2 separate regions of the Tachysurus vachellii genome follow, and region 2 is linked to region 1. The links are chromatin contacts, called in public Hi-C maps. All regions are on one chromosome and are shown on one strand. Each heading gives the region's core, a stretch centred on a gene start, on an enhancer-like site or on the middle of the called end of the contact. The rest is flanking DNA. Distances are from core to core; before and after follow the strand shown. Region 1 holds the start of irx5a (iroquois homeobox 5a). Region 2 holds the start of irx3a (iroquois homeobox 3a).

What was found. Hi-C and Micro-C count contacts between places; a contact is called where the count stands out from the background.
Region 2: a Hi-C map of blood shows a contact between it and region 1, with 4 times the contacts expected there. The contact joins the promoter of irx3a here to the promoter of irx5a in region 1. A contact is called at or near these places in 2 of 3 Hi-C or Micro-C datasets (blood and muscle).

What each region holds. Positions count from the first base shown.
Region 1 is chr23:13,146,360-13,151,446 of HZAU_Pvac_v1, reverse strand. It overlaps irx5a (iroquois homeobox 5a), which reads left to right and starts at 2,674. Exons shown (of 4, transcript XM_060859364.1): 1 at 2,674-3,300; 2 at 4,286-4,691; 3 at 5,061-5,087. The coding sequence starts at 3,055.
Region 2 is chr23:13,412,387-13,417,473 of HZAU_Pvac_v1, reverse strand. irx3a (iroquois homeobox 3a) reads right to left here and starts at 2,326. Exons shown (of 3, transcript XM_060859598.1): 1 at 1,817-2,326; 2 at 16-1,075. The coding sequence starts at 2,029.

The DNA.
Region 1 (5,087 bases), core at 1,425-3,924:
TAGCTTTTTCCTCTTATTTATTTATTCACCAATTAAATCCGTTTGAGACAATAAACTTATAGCAGATTTATTTGTTTATTTATCAGAAAAAAATCTATTTCTATTTTGTTATAATAATAATAATAATAATAATAATAATAATAATAATAATAATAATAATAATAATACGTTATTTTAGATTAATTATAGATTTATATTAAATACACGCCTGGTGCAAAAGAAATTTGAATAATATCTCAGGAAGATCTTCAAAGGAAGTGTGTATATTTACATGCACAATTCTTACCTCGATCCCTTCCTCCGCATGCGAGCTCCTTCTCCTCGTCCTTGCTCTCCTTGAGTCCTCAGAGCTGAACACACACTCCTGCCGGTGAAGAGGAGGAAGTAATTATCACCGATAATAGACTATCAATGAATAGTGACGTCACCGGAACGGGTATCCAAGGCAACCGGCACGCTATCTAAAGGTGACCTGGCATTGGCCGGTTATAACGTCCTTCAAATCGGAGATGGCCAATATAATTGGCCAATGGGGCGTTGAATTGAGGCTTAAAATCCTCCAGGGGCTGAACCGGGTTGAGATTGAAAGAAGAAAAGAAAAGCAGCGATAGCTTAAAGAAAGAGCAGTAACATCAATAATTATATATATTATATATTATATTATATCATCAACCTTCTGCTTTATTACTCTTATCATCATTGACATGCAGGTCCCATATAAACATAATGTAGAACATTGCATATCTCGTAGCTATTATTTCTGTACTGAAAACAGTAGTGTAAGAGATCTTGAAAGGTCATTAAAATCTGGATAAGTGACTGAAATTAAAGCGTCTCCTGTTTGCTTGATGATCCAGAAAGAACATGGTTAAATTCAATATGAAAGTACTTTAATGAAATACACGACATGTTATTATTATTATTATTATTATTATTATTATTATTATTATTATTATTATTATTATTGTTATTATTATTATTATTATTATTATTATTAGTATTATTATTATTATTATTGTTATTATTGTTGTTGTTGTTATTAATGTAGCTATTCTGTATTTAAAAGCTCATTGCCACGTTGAAAGTGGGTGGGGATCAGTACAGAAATGGGGATGAAATAAATATGTTTTACAGTGTGACTGTAACTCGACTTCTGTTTGGCTCTTCAAGAGTTTCAGTCCTTTTCCTCTCCAGAGGCTTTTAAACAACGCCTACAGCGATCCCTTTCGGCACAACACGGACTTTAACTAACCCGAACAGTGCAGGAGAAAAAAGGGAGAAAAACACTTTCGACATAGAGTGCAAATGCTGAAATAATTTTGTCTACAAGATTTTTAACTTATGGTAGCCGAATATGAATGAAGAATTTCTTATTCCTATTATTATTATTATTATTATTATTATTATTATTATTATTATTATTATTATCATCATCACTGTTATTTTATATTTGTTTTTTTTTGGGGGGGTTTTTTGCCTGGCATTGTGCCTCATAGATACATTTCTATTACTTCAAAGCTGGACCTAATATTTTCTAGGAATAAAAAATAAATACACGATAACAAGCATAAGTATCGCCTACTATTATATTTATACAGTTGTTTAGGGCTGCTAGAACGGATCATGCACTATATGCACTAAACCTAAATAGCCTGTGTTCAGCTTGTTTTATTGCCATAATAGGCATGATACGGAGCACAAATGGTTTTCAAGCAAACAAAATGAAATAAATCGGTATAAATCGGGGATCTCCTACGGCGCAGAGACAGATATCAGTGTAAATCAAAGCGGCTTAGAGGCCATGGCCGTGGCCTCATATGGACTTTAATGTGTGTGTGTGTGTGTGTGTGTGTGTGTGTGTGTGTGTGTTCGTGAATTTGCGCTAAACAGGCGGAAGAGCTGCTTCATTCCTAAAAAGTGTCACTTAGTCTATCGCCTGTCAAAAGTTACTCTCTCGTACTGTGAAGAACCGATTCAGAGTCACACACTCACGCGCTCTGACAACACTGTCTCCAGTTAAACTGACTCATTTTACACCGTCGAGTTCAGTGAGCGCGCCGATATTTGCATATATAAATATGTATCTTATTAATCGAAAGCAATTGGGTTATTTCTTGTAGTTGTGTTTTTAAGGCGCCAACAAATTAGACTTTCCGTTATATGTAAAATGTTTTAAAAATATGGTATGTATTGTCATCAAGGCAAGACGAATGCGCGCAAAAAAATGCAAGAAAAGGAAAAAAACCTGGAAGACGAAAGGAAGAGCAGCAGAACATGTAGCGTTTCTCCTCTGGTGTTTGGCAAAGCGGTCTCTGGCAGCCAGCTTAGTCCATTTGCTATTAATCAAGTGTGAAAGTGACGGCTTCATGTGTTTAGAGAACGAGGGAAGTTGGAGCTGATGCGCACTCGGCTCGCATGAGATCGCCATCCAGGGGCTGAATCGGTTCGGTCTAAAGCAATGAGGATTGTTAGAGGCAAAAAAAAAAGGAGGGGGGGGTTGTTAGCGAATGTCTCTGTGCGAGTGTGTCAGAGAGAGAGAGAGAGAGAGAGAGAGAGAGAGAGAGAGCTGGAACCGAGCACCAGCTCTCCTGCTCGTTCTCTGACTACACCCGAGAGGAGGAGCGTGAGGAGGCGACGTAGTGGGCGTCAGAATCCTCAATTTCCAACTTAGCATCCTGGCAGGGCACTCCGCGGCGCAAAGCCCCGTCCGAGACGCGCAAAAAAGAAAACTTTCTCGCTCAAAACACGGAATGAGAGAACCGACAAGTCTAAGCGCCGAGGGTCAGACTCGAAAAGTCGATCACCACTGATCCACATCAACAACAATAACAACAGCAACAACAACAACAACAGTCCACTTCGAGTTAACGGAGAGAAGTCAGAAGTCTATGCATTCGTTGCTTCTTCTGATTTCCAGTGCGCGAAGGCGACGGACGCGCGCTCTGCTCATCAGGGACTCTATGCGCGAGCGCGGACGACTGTGCGTGTGAAAGTGAAAAAAAAAGCGGATTACAAAGTGCACCGAAAAAGCAGCTCGTTCTCCGGCGCTTGGCCATGGCGTACCCTCAGGGCTACTTGTATCAACCGTCCGCCTCTTTGGCGCTCTACTCGTGCCCAGCGTACAGCACGAGTGTAATCTCGGGCCCGCGCACCGAAGAGCTCGGTAGATCGTCTTCAGGCTCGGCATTTGCACCCTACGCCGGATCCACGGCGTTCAGCAGCGCCTCAGCTGCCTACAGCTCGCATCTGCCATACGGAGCGGACGCCGCAGCCGCCGCCGCCACTTTCACCTCTTACGTGGTGAGTAAGGTTTTATTTATTCATCTATTTATTTAATTAATTATCTTCTACCCTTTGTTATAGCTATAGTTTGTGCAAAGTTACAGGACCGAATGGTTGTGTCCCTAATTTGTTTGTTTACTTGTAATTGCGCGTGATGTACGAGATAGTTTTTTTTCTTCTTCTTTTTGACTATGCACGTTAATCAAATACAATTTCAGTCTTTAAATTGCCGGAATACTTAGATGATAAATGTCTGAATACAAAATAAGTAAATCAATAAATATTAGTTTGAGGAATAGTCTGTTTTTCACGAAGGAAAATAAAAGCCTTGCAAAACAAGTCGAGCAAAAGATTTTCAGCAGCAAACATTTGCTTCGTATTTGCATAAGTTTCATATGGCTCTCTATAGCAAAAGACTCTTAAAAGCCGTATTTAATTTAGGATGCCATGGTTTTTGTGGCGATCAAGCGTTTTGTTTGTGTGTGTGTGTGTTTTTATTTAACGGAACATTTTATATAAACAACATGTATAACAACATGATATCTGGCAGCATGGCCTAACAAACTGACAGCATATTAGTAATAATAATAATAATAATAATAATAATAATAATAATAATAATAATAATAATAAGTGCAGACATCATAAAATATATTATACACATAGTGATGTTTCTGAATAATATACACAGAATAGAGTATTAGTTGGAAGGTCTATTTTAAGCCCCGGGTTTGTTCAGAGGTTTTTATATATTCACTGGAAAAACTAGCAAAATGTGTTGAGTTTAGTGGGTCAATAATTTGATTAATTAGATTTAGTGTAGTGTAGTGTGTGTGTGTGTGTGTGTGTGTGTGTGTGTGTGTGTGTGTGTGTGTGTGTGTGTGTGTGTGTGTTCAGTAAGTTTTGGGAGCTGGTTAAACTTACATCACGTTAAAGTTTGCGTTTGAATGGATGGTATATGTGATACAGTGGGTTTAATTGTGTTTTAATGGGCTTCTTGCAGAGTTCCCCCTATGATCACACGTCAGGCATGGCTGGATCTATCGGTTATCACCCGTACGCAGCACCACTGGGTTCATACCCGTACGGTGACCCTGCGTACCGTAAGAACGCGACCCGGGACGCCACCGCGACTCTGAAGGCCTGGCTCAACGAGCACCGCAAGAACCCGTATCCCACCAAGGGCGAAAAGATCATGCTGGCCATCATTACCAAGATGACCCTTACCCAGGTGTCCACCTGGTTCGCCAACGCTCGGAGGAGACTGAAGAAGGAGAACAAGATGACCTGGACGCCGCGCAACAGGAGCGAGGACGAGGAGGAGGACGAGAACATCGACCTGGAGAAAAATGACGACGACGAGCCTAACAAGCCTATTGACAAGGGAGACTCGACAGACACGGAGACAGGTCTGTGGAAAAATCATCAATTTTTAATTCGTAGTCGTTTTTCCACTCCGGGCGCAAAATTGATTGCTGGTTAATGGCGGTGTATTATTTATAATAGGACAATTGCTTTAAATAATAATCACCTTGAGCTCTAATTTGACTCCTTATGGAGTGAGAATTGCTGGTGACGCGGGGTGTTTTGCAGTCCATTTATCTTGAGCTGCATAATAGGGGCACAGCTGGCGTACTGAATCTCATTTATTACAATCTGATTATTATTATTATTATTATTTTTATTATTACTATTAAAATCACCATAAATTATATATGTATAATATATATAATTTATGGTGATGATAATAAACATATTTCTTTTTTCCCATTTTTCAGATTCCAAAATCTTGCACGTGGGCGAGG
Region 2 (5,087 bases), core at 1,077-3,576, 270 kb before region 1:
GGGGATGTGATGTACCTGTGTGTGCAATCTCTGAGCTGACACTGCGCTCTTCCGTGTGCCTGTTGCCGGTGTAGAGCGCGAGGCCGTTGGCTGAAGCCTGATTGGCCAGTCCTAAATAGTGGTTTGAGTTGAGCAGCGCGAGCTGGTGCGCCGAGAACGCACGGCTCGTCCAGTTCTGCAGTTTGCCCACCGAGCATGAAACGAGTCTATGAGAAGGCATGACGGCCTGAGATGAGCTCCCGTTTACGAGTGGAGATTTCCGGGGATTGTCCGGGCTCGTGGCTGTCTCAGCCAAAGACCAGATCTTAGGTTTTTGCACCGGGGCCGCATTGTTTTCAGCCGGAGGAGAGTTGGACACCGGGTTAAGTTTGATCTGCTCGCTGCTGGGAGGCTGTGTTTTGAGGTCCAATGAATGAGGAAGGTGATGGTGATGATGGTGATGGAGGTGATGGTGGTGGAGGTTGAAGTGATCGGGCCTCTCAGCATCTGCAACCGCGTGCGCGTCTTTGCCGTCTTGGGCCACGGCTTTTAAAAGCTTCGGCTCGGGCCCGTGTATATCCTCATAGCCGTCCGAGATTTCCGAGTCGCAGCTGGCGTCCAGCTTGGAATCCGAGTGGAGCTCGTCCTGTTCGTCCAGCTCGTCCTTACTCTCGATGTGCTCCGTGTCGATGTTCTCCAAGTCGATCTCTTCCTCGTCGTCGCGCTTGTCGCCATCCTCGCCTTCGTGGTCGCTGCTGTACACGTTGCCTTCTTCATCCGTGCGGTTGCGTGGGGTCCAGGTCATCTTGTTCTCCTTCTTCAGTCTCCTCCGTGCGTTAGCGAACCAAGTGGACACCTGGGTGAGAGTCATCTTGGTTATGATGGCAAGCATGATCTTCTCGCCTTTGGTGGGATATGGGTTCTTGCGGTGCTCACTGAGCCAGGCCTTCAGCGTGCTTGTGCTCTCCCTGGTGGCATTTTTGGGTCTGGACGGGTCCCCAAACTGGTACTGGCCGTAGGGATAGAAAGCAGGGTGAGGATGAGCAAACGCTGGGTGCTGGACACCTGGACTGTCTTTTAGCTCATACTGAGCTCCCTGAAACATAAGCACAACAATTTTAGAATGCGAAACAAACACGAGGGAATATGCGCCCTAGAAAATACAACAACTAAAACTTTATTTTTACGGTCCTTTTTTAAAGTTGCATTAGAGTGAATTTATTAAGAGACAAAAATCAGAATATTTAATATATGAATACAGATATGTGCACAAAAATCCAGAATATTTAATATAGAAATTGTGTAGATATTTAAATAAAAGTATCTTCAAGGAAATTCTATAAACAGAATAATATTAATCAATATTATATATATATATATATATATATATATATATATATATATATATATATATATATATATATATATATATATATATATATAAATATGGAAAATTCCTCCTGATTAATATTGTTTGTATAAATAATAATTGTTAAATAATATTGATTATTTGCCTGTATTATTGCTTGGCGTCAACACAGAGGCCTGTTTCTGTGTAACAAAAAAAATGTTCTATTGGTTAATTTGTTACTTTTTTCTTCATTTCGTATTTGCCAAACGGAGTCAACAGCAAAGTTCACTCCTGTCTTGCAAAACCATGCTACCACAACCTGCAGAAATGTTTTTGGTGTCCAAACGCGCAACGCACAACAAGTAGCATTTAAAAGAACAGATTAAAGAGTAGGCAAAGAGGAGGAGGAAGAGTAAGAAGAAGACCAAGAGGAGCAGAGAAAAAAAAGGAAGATTTACGTAATCTTTGCATGAGAGGATAACTCACCAACTGACTGAAAATGGACAGGTCGTTTGAATAAGGAAGGAACGCTCCGTAGGTGTGTGCGGCGGTGAAAGGTGATCCGTACATGGTAGAGAGAACGTTGGAGAGCGTGCCGGACGGACTGAGCTCGCTCCCGTTGCGCGCGCTGCCGATCCCTTGCCGTTCTTGCGGGTATATCGGTCGGATGTACTGGTATCCCAGCTGTGGGAAAGACATTGTAGTTGGGGAACGAAGGGAAAAAACACCCAACAACAGTCTGCTGAAATCGCACACACGTACACGAACACACACGCGCACACACACACGCGTGCACACACAAAAAATCGCTTTCTCGATGCGCGCTGCGATATCCAGTGTACAATAAGTACAAAAGTGTAAGGGAAGTCTATATTTCCTCCGAAAACGGGCCGCGCGTAAACGATCCGCCGGCCGCTTCCCTCCCTCGCTTCCCTATTGATCTGAATGGACTAAGGTCAGGTCCTTACAGATTGCTTTAGATTATTGGGACGCCTTTTGCTCTGATTGACATTTCTAGTCGCCCAGAAGCTCCTCCTATTTCTCAAGTCTCTCCCCCACGTTCACTCCTCTCTCTCTCTCTCTCTCTCTCTCTCTCTCTCTCTCTCACACACACACAGACACACATACACACAAACACACACACACACACACACACACACACACACACACACACACACACACACACACACACACTTTTTTCCTCTCTTGCCGCTCTATTCCGTGTGGATAAGCGCTCTGACGTCGCGATCTCTTATTTGAAAGAGTTTCAAATCTCATTTTATGGCTCGCCAATCATTTCATTTGTCATTTGTTCGCCTTTTCATTCCTTCCCCTGTTTCTCGAGCTAATTCTCTTTTCTTTCTCTTTCTTTCTCTCTCTATCACACACACATACACTCTTCCTCTCCGTTACTCTTTAACACACAAACGGTACGTTTAATTCTTGCAGGTATTAAGTTTGACTTTTTTTTCTGTGTTTATCTTTTACTTTAATTTGTGAATTCTTCCGCCGAAGTCTGAAGGACTTAAGATTTGAAGAGCATTGTCGGAGTTTTGTACGCGCGAGCAAAAAAAAAAAAAAAGAGGGGGAAAAATATCTGCTTATATAGATTCAGATTTGTTTTAACTATAGTTTTAATCTCAGTAAACGTCGAACGAGCTGCTCGGTGTTGGCTTGCGCCTTTAATTACAACCATCCAGCCAGTTGACAAGTTGTCTTTGACTTCAAAGAGTAAGTTGACAAGAATGGAGAAGTCCGGCGATTAGCGCCTGCGCCGTGAGCGCGTCACCAATGGCAGCTTTAGTAATACACACTGGTGTGGACTGGAGGACATGTCCGTTCTACATTATCTGTATTATTATTATTATTATTATTATTATTATTATTATTATTATTATTATTATTATTATTATTATTATTATTGCAGTTGTTTTGCATGATCGGTATCATATGGATATATATGACGATAGATAGATAGATAGATAGATAGATAGATAGATAGATAGATAGATAGATGTGTGTGTGTTTGACCCTGAAGCTGCTTTGATTTTTTTTAAAAAGCATAATTAGAAACGCTCTCATTACGCATTATCATATTTGATCTTGATCATATAAGACCAAGGATTGCCCTACAAATGATGGCTTTGATAGCCTCCCAAGCCTCCTGTAAATAATGCGGATTAAAACTAAACAACACGACGTGAATTGAAATTCCTTGAATCCAAGAGATGAAAATATGTCAGGGACACATTCATGATTGTTTTACATCCGGACTTTGGATCATCATACCCTCGTGTTTCTCCTAATCCTCTGCAAAACAACGGCTCGTATGAGTGGTCGAGTCTTCAGCTTATTTAAAGAGTATAGAGGCTAAAACCCTCAGATATATTAAGATTTAAAAACATGAGTTAAGAACATATTGCGTTTAGATTTCCAAGAAAGCCTTGCACTTCAATAAACGCCCTCAATCTGCTTTTAAACTGATGATTATAATTGTATTTGTCATAGCAGCGTCTGCTGTGTAATTTGTAACTCTATAATACTCTCATTCACACCGCCTATTCAGCGCGTCCAGGTTTTTTTTTTTTATGTCTTCTTTAACCGTGTCCAGGCATGTTGACAAAAACGATTCAAGATTTGGAGGCTTAATAATTAAAACCAGTAATATCTAGTCATGTGCATGGAACAACAATAATTACAGACACAAACCAAACAGGGTTATTCTGAAACACCCTGCTGACCCCACAACACCACTGCGCCATCTGGGAAAAACATCCACAAATACTTTATTTTTAAAGCAGTCTAGCTTAATCTGTAGCAATGGATGTCCTTCTGAGCAAGTCCTGTTCTCAGTGACTCGATAGTCACCCGGGTCTCCGGGTAGTCAGCGGTGCGTCCTCGCTACTGTAGCGGCCCGACAGCGCCTCAAACCCCGCGAGCCACACGTCTCTCCTCCTCGGGACCCACCAAGGCCCCAAGCGCTGCCGCTGATTTATTGCTCCAATTCAAACACGTGCACATGAGCTAACTTCACACGTTTTTTTTCCCTTTCACACCAAGTCGGGAAACTGCCGAGGCCATAAAAGCATTAAGACGGCCTGCCTTCTCGGTGCCCTCCTACCGCTTAACACTGTGTGTTTATTATGGAGTCGATAAAAGATCAATTCTTTTAAATAACACGCGGTGACTTTTAAAATGTTGTAGCACGGAATACGGCATAATAATAATAATAATAATAATATTAATAATAATAATAATAATATTAATAATAATAATAATAAGAAGAAGAAGAAGAAGAAGAAGAAGAAGAAGAAGAAGAAGAATCATAATATATTTTTGAAGTGCTATTAATTTAAATTCACATATGAGCCTATTATAGCACCCAGGAACTAATTCAATCCAGTGGTCTTTCAGTAAATAAATAAATAAATAAATAAATAAAAATAACACGGCTGTATATTTCAAAGTTGGGGCATAAATAGGGCAATCTCCGATGTGCTTCTTGAAGGATAATTTCTCTGACGTCCTTACAGGCAATTATGCAGATGACACCATTTCTCCTTCTCTCCAACAAACATCCAAATAAACAAAAAAAAAAAAACCCACAGCTCTTAGCGCAATACACAAGACCCCGGCGCAAAAAAAAGAAAGAAAAAAAATCAAAGGCTTCAAACGGAGGCTCTGCAAATGACACTCCTAAGATCGCCTTTACAAAGCTCAGGCGACAGAAAACAAGTAACACACACCTTATCACACA